2 separate regions of the Gossypium hirsutum genome follow, and region 1 is linked to region 2. The links are chromatin contacts, called in public Hi-C maps. All regions are on one chromosome and are shown on one strand. Each heading gives the region's core, a stretch centred on a gene start, on an enhancer-like site or on the middle of the called end of the contact. The rest is flanking DNA. Distances are from core to core; before and after follow the strand shown. Region 1 holds the start of LOC107913276 (casein kinase II subunit alpha). Region 2 holds the start of LOC107913271.

Region 1 (5,815 bases), core at 591-3,090, 410 kb after region 2:
AGATCCCTGTATCCATCAAATCTCATTATCCAAACAGGACTTATTTATTTATAAGAGATTTTCAGTTATGAGATCAATTACATACACATATATGACATTTACACAATTTACATATTCAACACTCAATATAAGCATATAAATATACACAATTGAGTTACACGAACTTACCTCGATAATGTTCGTGAGTTGTAATCTACTAATCCGTTACTTTTTCTTTACCTCAATCTAGCTCCGTATTTTGTCTTTCCAGATCTATACGAGTAAATTAACTCAATTTAATAAAATTTACATTCAATTCAATCCAAGTCACATCTTAGGCAGAATTACCGTTTTCCCTATACTTTTAATTAATGACAATTTCGTCCCTAGGCTCGGAAAATGAAATTCATGCAATTTAATCCTTATTCCAAGCCCAGCTAAATTTTACATGTATCAATAGCAGCCCATGTATTTCAAAAAAATAGAATTTTTCAATGAATTTTACATTTTTACAATTTAGTCCCTAAATCACATTTTCATCAAAATTCCTTTAACAAAAGTTGTTTATCTATCAACAACCTTTCATTTTCTACCATAAAACTTCATAATTCAACTATATTCATCCATGGAAAAATCCTAGAACTTTGATAACTTTGCAAATTAATCCCCAAAATAGCTTAATTATGCTATTACAATATCAGAAACATAAAAGCTACTAAAAACAGGACAAGAATTCATACCTAATTAAGCCAAGAAAGCTTGCTTGAGCTCTTTTCTCTTAGCTAGGGTTTCCATAAAAAAATTTGGGAAAGACGATGATAAATGATGATATTTTCTTTATTTAATCATTTATCATCTTTTAATATCTTTTATTTCCAATTTCATCCTTTTCTTTAATTAAATTTCCATGGATGAATCATCATCCTTATCTACTAATTTCTCTTAATGGTCTATTTTCTATATAAGGACCTCAAACTTTGAATTTCATAGCTATTTGATACTTATAGCTACTAGAAACCAACTTTAACATTTCATGCAATTTGGTCCTTTTATCAATTAAACATGTAATCAGTAAAATTTTCTTAACAAAATTTTCATACGATTTTCCTATTATAATTCAAACCATAAAATAATATTAAAAAAATTTTCTTTTCGGACTCAGATTTGTGGTCCCGAAATCATTGTTCCAGTTTTACTAAAAACGGGCTGTTACAAGTTCCCTGAACTCTCGCACATACTCTCCAATTTTGCCTCGTTCCATTAACAGAGGAATTATTTTTTCATTAGGTAATCTAAACCCATATTACCATAAAGTCGAGCTACAAGAGAATACTCTAATGTTACTGCATTCTTGACAACATGTCATTGTTTGGATCTCAATAAGTGAACCACCATTATGATATGTTAGGAAATTAAAAGTTTGATATACTTATTAATGTAGGCTACGGTAGACTATAGAAGATGATATTTTTTTATTTTCTATGAAAAACTAACAAGTTTGATAGGTTATTTATATGTATTTAAAATTAAAGTTTTATTAGAATTTTTAAACTATTATTCAAAACTCGATATCAATGTATGTCTAGGTAGTGTAATCATTTCAAAATAATTATCATGATTCCAATTCACAGTAAAAAAAAAACTTAGCAATGGAAATAGTCTCACTAAACATAACACTTTTAGATGTTGAGAAATTCTTAAAGCTGTATTCTCAAAAATAATTTTTGTATACAAATATTTTAATAAATAATAAATAATAAAAGAAGAACATTTTCATATAAACAAACCTAATAAAGAGCATGTAAATCTAATAAAATAATTAATTGATTATGAAAGATTAATGGGTTGGGTATTATCCGATGGTTCATCCGAATTGTGTTAGTCCGGACTTTCAGAACCATAAGCATAGGGATAGCAATTGACTAAACGGCGCGTTTGCTATTGTTGTGCATGTTGTTTTTTTAAACAATTAAGTTAGAAAACGTTGTCGTTTAGTAAGAAAAGAAAAACCTGCCCTCCTTTTTCGTGAGAAGCCAAGCTGTAAATGGCCATAAGGTCCTTGAATTTCATAATAATCTCTCTTGACCACCATCATCATCACCACCACCACCACCACCGCCACCACCGTCTTAGCCTCTCCCTCCTCTCCTCCTTAACTTCCGCTCTCTCTCTTCCCTCTCCCTATCTTCTCCGTGGAATCGTCTCCAAAACCTCATACTTTCCCTTCTCTCAACAACAACAGCAACACAAAAAAGGCCTTTGTTTAAAGGAGCTAAAAGAAGCCGAAACCCTGGCTCAAAAGATCGGAAAATCCAACAGGCGCCCTGGCGCCCCATCTAAATCTAGGGTTTACGCCGATGTCAACGTTATTCGTCCTAAAGAATATTGGGACTACGAGCTCCTCACTGTTCAATGGGGGTATTTTATTTTCCTTCCTATTCTCCCTTCTATCTACGAACCCTCTATTTTCCATATACGTATTGCTACCCGTAATTTGTTTTATTTTAATAGTTTGAAACTTTTATATTTAATGCAGTTTGGTTATTGGAAATTTGAATCTTAGGGTTTTTATTTTATATTGGCTGGAATGTTAGATTGAACTTAACTGGTTATTGGAAACATCGTAATGATTTGTTTAATTGATTGATTTGAGTATGGTTTTGGCAGCGAACAAGATGATTACGAGGTGGTGAGGAAAGTCGGACGAGGGAAATACAGTGAGGTTTTCGAGGGGGTTCATATTACGGATAACGAGAAATGTGTTATCAAGATTCTCAAACCGGTCAAGAAGAAGAAGGTTTGTATTACTTAAATTTAATTGTGTTTAATGTAAGTTGGTTTAATTAAGAATGACTGTTTGGAATGCAGATTAAGAGGGAGATTAAAATACTGCAGAATCTTTGTGGAGGGCCGAATATTGTGAAGTTGCTGGATATAGTTAGGGATCAGCAGTCGAAGACTCCAAGTCTTATATTTGAATATGTGAATAATACGGATTTTAAAGTGCTTTATCCGACGCTGTCTGATTATGATATTCGATATTATATCTATGAACTTCTGAAGGCAAGTACATGATTTGCTAGTTGCTTTGTTTATTCAGAGATACTACTGACATTGAATTTGAAGTTGAAATGAGATGCATATTTGTAGGCATAAGGAGCCCTCGCTGCAATTATACATTATGTTCAACTAGTTCATGATGGGGGATGAGAGATGATTTCCTTTGGTTTTGGTACCTAGCCTCTAGTCAAAGAACTAGAAGTATATTTCTGTTGATTAAACTTCAAAATTAGATTAAATGTAGTCATTTTTCCTATGTCAATGTTTTTCTCATAAATCAGGAAGGTATTGTTGTATTGAGATGGTGGGTATAGGCCTTGTAGATGCTACCTAAACTTGAGGCGATTGTCGTATATCAGTATATATCTGCAAGTTTATACTCAATTTTTTCTTTTTCAATGTATTTGAACCACCATATGCCATACCCCATCTGCAAATATGCATCGAACACAAGTACTTCAGGGAAAATAGAGATTCTGTTTAACATAGAGCCCTGTTCATACCTTGTACAGTACATGCTTGAGCAGTTGGATTATGAAATTTGTGAACCACATTGATTTGGGGTAGTCATTGGCTCTAATTTTAAGAAATACTTAGAAAATACCTAGATTTCTTTGCAATATGATAGTGCCATTTTGGCGAGAGATTATAGTTGTTTGTGACAAAATTTAGTGTGCTTGAGTGATAGACCTAAGGTTGAATACGCCCTTAGTGTCTGATTTATTTCTCTCTATTTTGGATTGGAGGATCTTATATGAGGATAGATGCCCATAGACTGGAAGCATCTTATGTGTGCACAGTTGGAAGGATGTTAATTATTTGTAGACTGTTTCTGTGGCATTATTAGTATACATATACAATGTAATGGATGCTGTCGTATTTCCTATTTTTAGGCCTACACTCTTTCCCGTTCTGGTTTATGTCTAATAACTTTTCTGCCTGTTGTGATTGAAAGATCGCATGAGATGTCTGTCATAGTCAACTGTGAGAATTGGTATTTTTTTAATATGAATTTGTTGTCTGCAGAACCTTTTTTGATGTAATCACAATATTTTGAATTTTAACTGATGTTTGTGCATTCTTATTTGCCTTGGCTTCAAAAAATTTCAGCACATCTAGATTTCTTTGTAAGATGGCTATGCATACGATGTGAATTTTTATATTTTCCCCATTGTTTATAAAGAAAAGAGATGGTTCAATCTTTAAGTATTTTGAGATTTTATTTTTAGGCATTGGACTATTGCCACTCACAAGGTATTATGCACCGAGATGTGAAGCCCCATAATGTGATGATTGATCATGAGCAGAGGAAACTTCGTCTTATTGATTGGGGCCTTGCAGAGTTTTATCATCCAGGGACAGAATACAATGTTCGTGTTGCTTCCAGGTTTGTCTCCTTTTTGGCATCTGTCTTTTAAGTTCTCAATTTTTCGAGTGGCCTATGTATATGTATGTTAACAGTCTGCATTATTCCACCTATTTTTTATTAAAACTAATCATCTGTCTTAAATATAGCTTTATCAAAAGTGCTTAATATTTGAATTGGATAGCTGACACAGGTGATGGCAATGGAAGTTGATTGATGTGTTTTAGGGGGAAAAGAGCAATAAATCCATAGAACTAGGCTGAATAAATGAGTAAGAAAGATGGAACTCTTCTCTCTATTACTTCAAGAAAATAATAAGAAAGTTGTGGCTGAATAATTTACAGCTTATTTTTATTAGGGTTACAAATAAACTCTTAATCCTAGCCCTAGATTTAAACCTAAAGATATCTCATAATCCTAGTCCTAGATTTAAATCCTAAAGGTAACTAATAATCCTAGCTATCTATCTATATGTCTAATAATAAACAAGACAAATAATAAAATAACATCATAATAAAAAAGGTTACATGTCATTGATTTACCTAAATTATGGTTACTGGTGCTACCATAAATTATTCATTGAAAATTGTGCTTCCTACATTGGTTGACTTTTTGAGGATAAATGCTCTTTCACTTGTGAATTTATAATGTTCAAATTCATTAAGTACAGCCATGAGACCTAAGGCCACAATCCTCGTTACATGTGATTTAGGTAAGACATAACTGAAGCAAGTGAAACTTAGTGGTGTTCTAGTAGCCTGTACTTGAAACATTAAAAATTAGAGTTGAATAGCTGATGGCATGGAGCTAGAGGCAATCACCAAGACATGCATTCCTCAGTGCAGTTGAGGATTAAACATGATATGCCACTGAACATTTTAAAAATGAATAAGATTATTAGGAGCTGAAGACTTTGTATGTATGGGAAACAAAAAGGATAAAGGGTGGGAAGAGCTGGGGGTAGAGTTTTGTTGTATAGGAATTCTTCTTAAGAGATAAGGTTGCTTTGTATTTTATGTAACTTCTTGTTACTTATTTTAGTGCTGAAAATATGTTAGTTTTAGGGTGTTATTACATAATAAAAGAGGATCTTTTCAGTGGATGTCACATTTCTTGTTACTATTTTTTTTGCAAATCTATCAGCTTGTGCTTTTTCACAATCAAGCTTATCTTGGTATTTGAAATTTATCCTTAATTGATGTGTTACCTTTTCTCTCCTTTATACTTCATTTATGGTTTGCAGATATTTTAAAGGTCCTGAGCTTCTTGTCGATTTGCAAGACTATGATTACTCTTTAGACTTGTGGAGCCTTGGTTGTATGTTTGCTGGAATGGTGAGTACTTCCTAGAATTTTATCCTTTTAGGCTTAGACCACTTCTCCAGAGGTAGGTTTAACAATCCTTGCCCTG
Region 2 (6,162 bases), core at 47-2,546:
GGACTCCTACTGTGAATGCTTGGGCTTCCTGCAACTTGATCAACTTCCTCTCCTTCTTCGAAGGACATAGGTGGTCTGCTACCCAGAGAAAGCAACTCGGTAGCACTTTGCTGTTCTTGAACTCTCGGAACTGCATCTTCACAAACAGTACCACGGCTCTTCCCATGAGGCCCTAAAGGACTTGGATGGTTCTGATCACGGAGATTTGTAGTCCTTCCCTTACGAGGGGATTGAGGAAAGTCTTTGCACATTGACTTAAGATTACTTCTTTGATACCCATTCGCCGCTTTAACACTTAAAGCACCTTCCAATTTGTTCCCTGTTGATGGATGATTCTTCGAAAGAGAAGCATTTCTAATAATCGATCTGAGGAGATGATTATGAAGACGAACATTTTCTCTCCCAATTATACCAATGCAGAGCCTATCAAACTCGGGTTTCCCAATCTTAAGACTCAAAAATCTAGTGAGCAGATTAAAGTACTTCTCAGCTTTTATAGGCCCAATCTTCCTTTCAATCTGAGATTTCAGCGCTAAAGTATCTACTAGAGAAAAATGCCGTCGACCCGGCATTTCAGTTTCCAAGTTCATCACTATCATCCAAAATCTAAAATTTCAGCCAAAAAACAAAAAAATCAACTTCCAAATAAAAATCCTACTTAATTATCAATCAAAACCACCACCAAAACCCCCATGTCATCCTCTAAGATAGCAAGACGGGACCAAAAAATACTAAAATTCAAACAAAACAAACAAAACCCAGATGAAAAACTGCATTAAGAATAAGTAACTTCATTTAACTAATAAATCATTCAAAAACCACAAATCAAAGAGAAATCCAGAAAGATAAATCTACAAAATTTGAAACTACCAGTCTCAAACAAAGAAACAGTAAAGCAGTAATGGTAAGCAACGGAAAAAGAAAATGTAAAATAGAAACAAAGCAAAACCCACCTGAATTAAGGAACTATATAACTGAATTCAAAGAAGTTGAACTGAATTTGCAGCAAAAAAAGAAAAGCATTATTAATCAATCAGAAGCTTGTGAAAGTAGAGAGCAAAGAGATTAGGGCAAGAAGCTTTGAAAGCTTCTATTGGAGTGATCATGGTCAAAGAAACATGCGCGTTTTGAAAACGAGTGTAAACTATGCTAAGTGCTAAGCTGGTTAGCTTTGGGTCGAATGTTGGATTGTCCAATCAGCGTCTCAGTTTTTGAGTAATTTAGAATTAAGCCTTCCGAATTTAATGCAGTTTCCGAGAGGAAAAGTAAAATATCTATCAACAAAGGTCAAAGCTCCATCTATTTTCAATAAATCCAATTTTGACGAAAAATATTTTAACTAAAAGAAAAAAAAAAAGTGCAGTATCGAAGCAGCATGAACAACTAACTTTTTATTTTTATTTTAAATTATCTATTTATTAATCAATACAATATCTAATAAGAAACAAGTTATTAAATATAAGGAATTTAAGAAAATTTATTTGATGTAATTTTTAGACAGTTAAGTAAAAAAAAGTGTTATTTTTAATTTTATTTTGGAGTTAAAAAAATTATTTTCATTAATAATACTTTGACTTAATGGTAAGATTTAGGTTTTGGAAATTTGGAGTTTTATTATGGGTAGATTTTTACTTCAAATTTTATTATGTTTTAAATTTCATCACGTATAAATCATGTTTAAATTTATTCTAATCATGATCTAAATATATTTTAATCTAGAGATATTCATAAGTTGATTAACCTGTCCGATTCAATCGACTCAACTAATTTTTGGCCATGCTTAAGTTTAATTTTTTTAACCTCATGTTAACCCTACCCAACTTAATTCACTCTTCCAACATAATCATGAACATGAACAACAAGGGCATAAGTTTCATTGACACCTATCAATAAAGGCTTATAAACATTATTCTCTAAAAAGAATGTTCTATCAACATAATAATTTTTGTTGTGAAGTATTCGAAACCAAAGAATGTTCTTATATTGCACAATAATATAATAATTAAGATACTCGAAAATATATAAACAATTAATGTGAGTTATTAAACAATTAAAAATATGAAAAAAAGACATACAATAGACATTATAAACGATGAAAATAATGTCAATATAAGAACATTTTCAATTATACAATTATACAATTATGAAAATATATAAATAATTAAAAATATGAAAAAAAAATACAATTATGAAAATATCAAAACATTTTCAATTCATAATCATAATCATGTACAATAGATATTTAAAAGGCCCCCAATTACATGTGTCAAATACAGAGTTAAGATTTGAATCCAATTTTGATGGTTACACGACCTAAGATGATCCACACGACCTAGCGACACGGCTGTGTCCAAGGCCGCGTGAACACTGGAATTAATTTTTCAAATTTAATTGCAAGTCAGAGAGTTACACAGGCCATAAACACGGCCGTGTGCGAGACACAACCTGTCACACGGGCGTGTGTGAGATCTGTGCCCCGCATGGCCTCGCACATGGGCATGAAAGAAGCGAAAGAAAATCACACACGACTTGGCACACGAGCATGTCCGAGGCCGTGTGACCACTAGGCTTTGAGTTTTAAATCACACACGGCCTGAAGGAGTGGCACACGAGTGTGTGACACAGCTGTGTGGCCCAACATGAGCCTAAACATGATTGTGCCCATTTAAAACCCTAATTTTTCCTTTTCTTTTTGTTTTGTCTTCTTCTTCCCTCACTTCTTTCCCCTAGCCACCACTCTGCCTTTACCCACTTCGACCCCCCATTCTGGCCACAATCGTCCTTGCCCTTTTTTTCTCTCACTCCCATCCGCACCTCCCACCGTCGCCCAAGTTCTTCCCTTTCTCATCCTAACCGCTCCTTTCTCTTTCCCTCTCCCTCGCAATTCCCCCTTTCCCCATTTCCCCTAATTTTCTTTTTTCCCTTCCCCAGCCACTCCTAACTGAAACCCTCCTCTCTTATCCCTCTCATCGCATCCTTCCCTCTCATCGCATCCTTCCCTCTCCATTATCCGCCACTTGCCTTCCCCTTTCCCATCCCTCTCATCGCATCCTTCCCTACCAACTCAAAACTTTATCATCGCCGTCCCTAACCACCGCGCAAACACCCCGTCGTTGGCCCACCTTCGACCACAACAACGCACTACCCCGTCGACCACCACCAACGTTTGCCACCATCGCCTATCGATTCCCTACTATCTATTCTTTTTCCTTTTGTTATTATTATTATTATTATTTTATTTTCATTTTTATTTATTGTTATTATATTTATTTGTTTTACTATTCCTACATTTTTAGTGTTATTTTCATTATTATTTTCATTGTTCTTATTTTTAGTTTTAGTTTTAGTAGGATCTGTTTAATCAAAATTTTTAATTGTTATTTTTATTCTTGTTTTTTATTATTTATTTTCTTTAGTTTTTCCTGCTATTATGTTTAGTCTTATTTCTTTTATCATTAGTTTTAGCTTTAGTTTCTCCTGATTTATTTTCGTTCCATGCTTGTGTTATTCTTCGTGTGTTGGTATGCCTACTTAGGAAATTTAGTAATTAGTTTTTGCATGGTTAGGTATTAGTACATATTATTTTAGGAGTATATTTTCTATTTAGGTAGCTTGGATTTTGATGTTCGTCACGAGAGGATTGTTAGTAACGTATTTTAATTTGCATGTTGATTCGTCGCCTCTCTGTTTGTTTAATTGGTGATACTTAATTTATTACTTTTCTGATATTAGACTATTTTATTTTTTTCAGGCACACCATAATAAACACACGCGGAAAATCTAAGGTCGTAATCCCCGCTTCAAAAAAGTGGAAGACTCCGGGCGCGACCTCGTCTTTGGGGGCTTCCACCAATGCATGCCATCCATGTTTACGATTTTCACAAGGTCCTCAAGATGACCTTTATCAACATCTTCGACAGTGGCCACTGGGATTAGGCGGTTGTATTGATTGGGCGACTTTGGAGCAGGTTCAGTTAGCTGATAGAGTCCGCGTACTGATAGTTACAGCTCCATGAGACTGATTTTTCTCCATTGTTGAGCCCGCCTACTCGGAGCTTATCCTCGAGTTTTGTTTGACATTCGTCCTTCAGCACGTGATGTCGAGGCACGATGAGCCAGGCACTGTTACTTTTAGACTCGACGGCACGACGTGTCATTTGAGCGTCCATGACTTCGGCGCTACTCTAAGACACTATACTGAGGAGTTCATGAGTGCCAAGGGATTTCTTACTTTATACTGACACATCCATTCACCGTCTCTATGTTGGATAGAGCTTACAGCGAGTACGACGTTGTATGACCTAAGTTAGTCAAAGGTGACTTCCCTTCCTCCGGCCTTGCGTTATATCAATGCCATATTGGCCCACACATTGACCGATCGGAGAGAGAACACCAGAGTCATCGGTACATTTGACGCTTATTTTTTATAAAGCATGGTCACGGGGTGCACCTTTGATCTTGCCTACTTCATTGTCCTAGCTTGCCACCATCAAACAGAACACAGTAGGAAGGGTCCTATTTACTTAGGCCCTTATGTGACTCGCCTCGCACGACACTTCAATATCCTTGACACTCCAGAGTAGTCCTCTTCCTTTACACTAGTTGGATAGATATCCCGACAGGGGTTATCGAGTATGAGTCACATGAGAATGATTGAGCGACTGCATGGAGTGGATCCTCCTCGATACTGATTATCTCATTTCGACCCTTAAGATGAACATGAGGACTTCACTGATGATGTCCTTTTCTACCACGAGGATCTATCTCATCATCCACCTCCGAGTCACCCTTCTTTTACTTCTGTTGCTACCCTCGTGGACCTCTCCGAGCGGTTCACTCATTTTGAGCGGCACTATTTTGAGCGGTTCGACAGTATTGATGTGACTTTGCAGTAGATTTGTCAGCACCTCCACATATCTTCTTCAGCATCAGTGTCTCACGATCCCGATGCCTCTAATGATGAAGATCATTGATTTTATTTCTCTTTTTTTTTTCAATTTTATTTTTATCTTTATTTTATTTTTGTTTTTAGTTGTTTCATTTTTATTTCTTAGACTTCTTCAGTTTATTTTTCTTTCGAACTATGTTTTTATTTTTATGGTTGTTTCTAATTGAGTTTGTAACCTCTTAATCTTCTTCATTATTTGTGTTTATTTTCTTATTACCATGCACTACATTTAGATTTGCCTACAATTTCAGTTTTCACTATTTTGACGATTTCATCCATATTTAAGGAAATTTTAGTTTTCTCCCTCTCTTGTGATATTATGCTTATTCTGTGTTTATATCTGTTTGTACATTGAGGAAAATGTACATCTTAAATATGGGGAGGTTATTTATATAATTATTAGAAAATCCCTAAATTATTTCTTGTGTCTAAGTAATTTTCTCATACTTCCATTAGAATGAATTTTTGTCGATTGGAGATTTTTATTAAATTTTTTTAGATTGATTTGTAGATATTTGTGCATTGGTTAAGTTAAACTTTAAGACATGAGAGAGTCAAGTATGATAAGTTGTTTTTCAGAAATAAAAATTTTAGGTTGTTTCCTTAAATTGAGGCATCATCTTGAAGTTCTGAATTTGTAAGTTTGACATCAAAACCATGATTTTTTGTGAGCTTTTGAGCTTATAGAGCATATATTTTTCATGCTCATTCTATTATTGGTTATGACTATGTCAACTTGATTTGTTATTCTAGAACTTGCTTTGATTATGCATGTTGAGACCACACATTTGATTTGATATACTGAGATGATAAAGGCATTTAGGTTTAACCTACTTATCCTATAAAAAACCTATCTATTAAATTAACCCTTAGTGAACCCTATTGAGCCTAACACACCTTTTCTTGATTAACCCGTGAATGTTAACCCATAACCCATTTTTTTCATTGTGACTCTTTCTTGTTTAATTGACTCCCTTTTTGTCGAGATTTGATTTGGTTAGTTGCCTAACTATGCTCTTTTGTTTGAATTACTAAATTAATTCTTTTTGTTCTGGTAAAAGAAAAAACTCGAAAAAAAATATTGATTAAATTTTTGTTGATTGAGCTTGAACAATTAATTTCCTATTTTGTCGAGAAGCTTGTTCTTTTTCTTGAATAATTATTGATTGATGTGCTTGCTTTCAGTTCAGCATTTGTTTATTTTTTTTATACTT

What was found. Hi-C and Micro-C count contacts between places; a contact is called where the count stands out from the background.
Region 1: a contact with region 2 is called in a Hi-C map of leaf, with 2.8 times the contacts expected there. The contact joins the promoter of LOC107913276 here to the promoter of LOC107913271 in region 2. A contact is called at or near these places in 2 of 34 Hi-C or Micro-C datasets (both in leaf).

Annotation. Positions count from the first base shown.
Region 1 is chrD11:28,048,993-28,054,807 of Gossypium_hirsutum_v2.1, forward strand. It overlaps LOC107913276 (casein kinase II subunit alpha), which reads left to right and starts at 1,841. Exons shown (of 10, transcript XM_016841809.2): 1 at 1,841-2,397; 2 at 2,647-2,776; 3 at 2,848-3,042; 4 at 4,269-4,426; 5 at 5,649-5,739. The coding sequence starts at 2,024.
Region 2 is chrD11:27,638,404-27,644,565 of Gossypium_hirsutum_v2.1, forward strand. It overlaps LOC107913271, which reads right to left and starts at 1,297. Exons shown (of 2, transcript XM_016841804.2): 1 at 954-1,297; 2 at 1-606. The coding sequence starts at 599.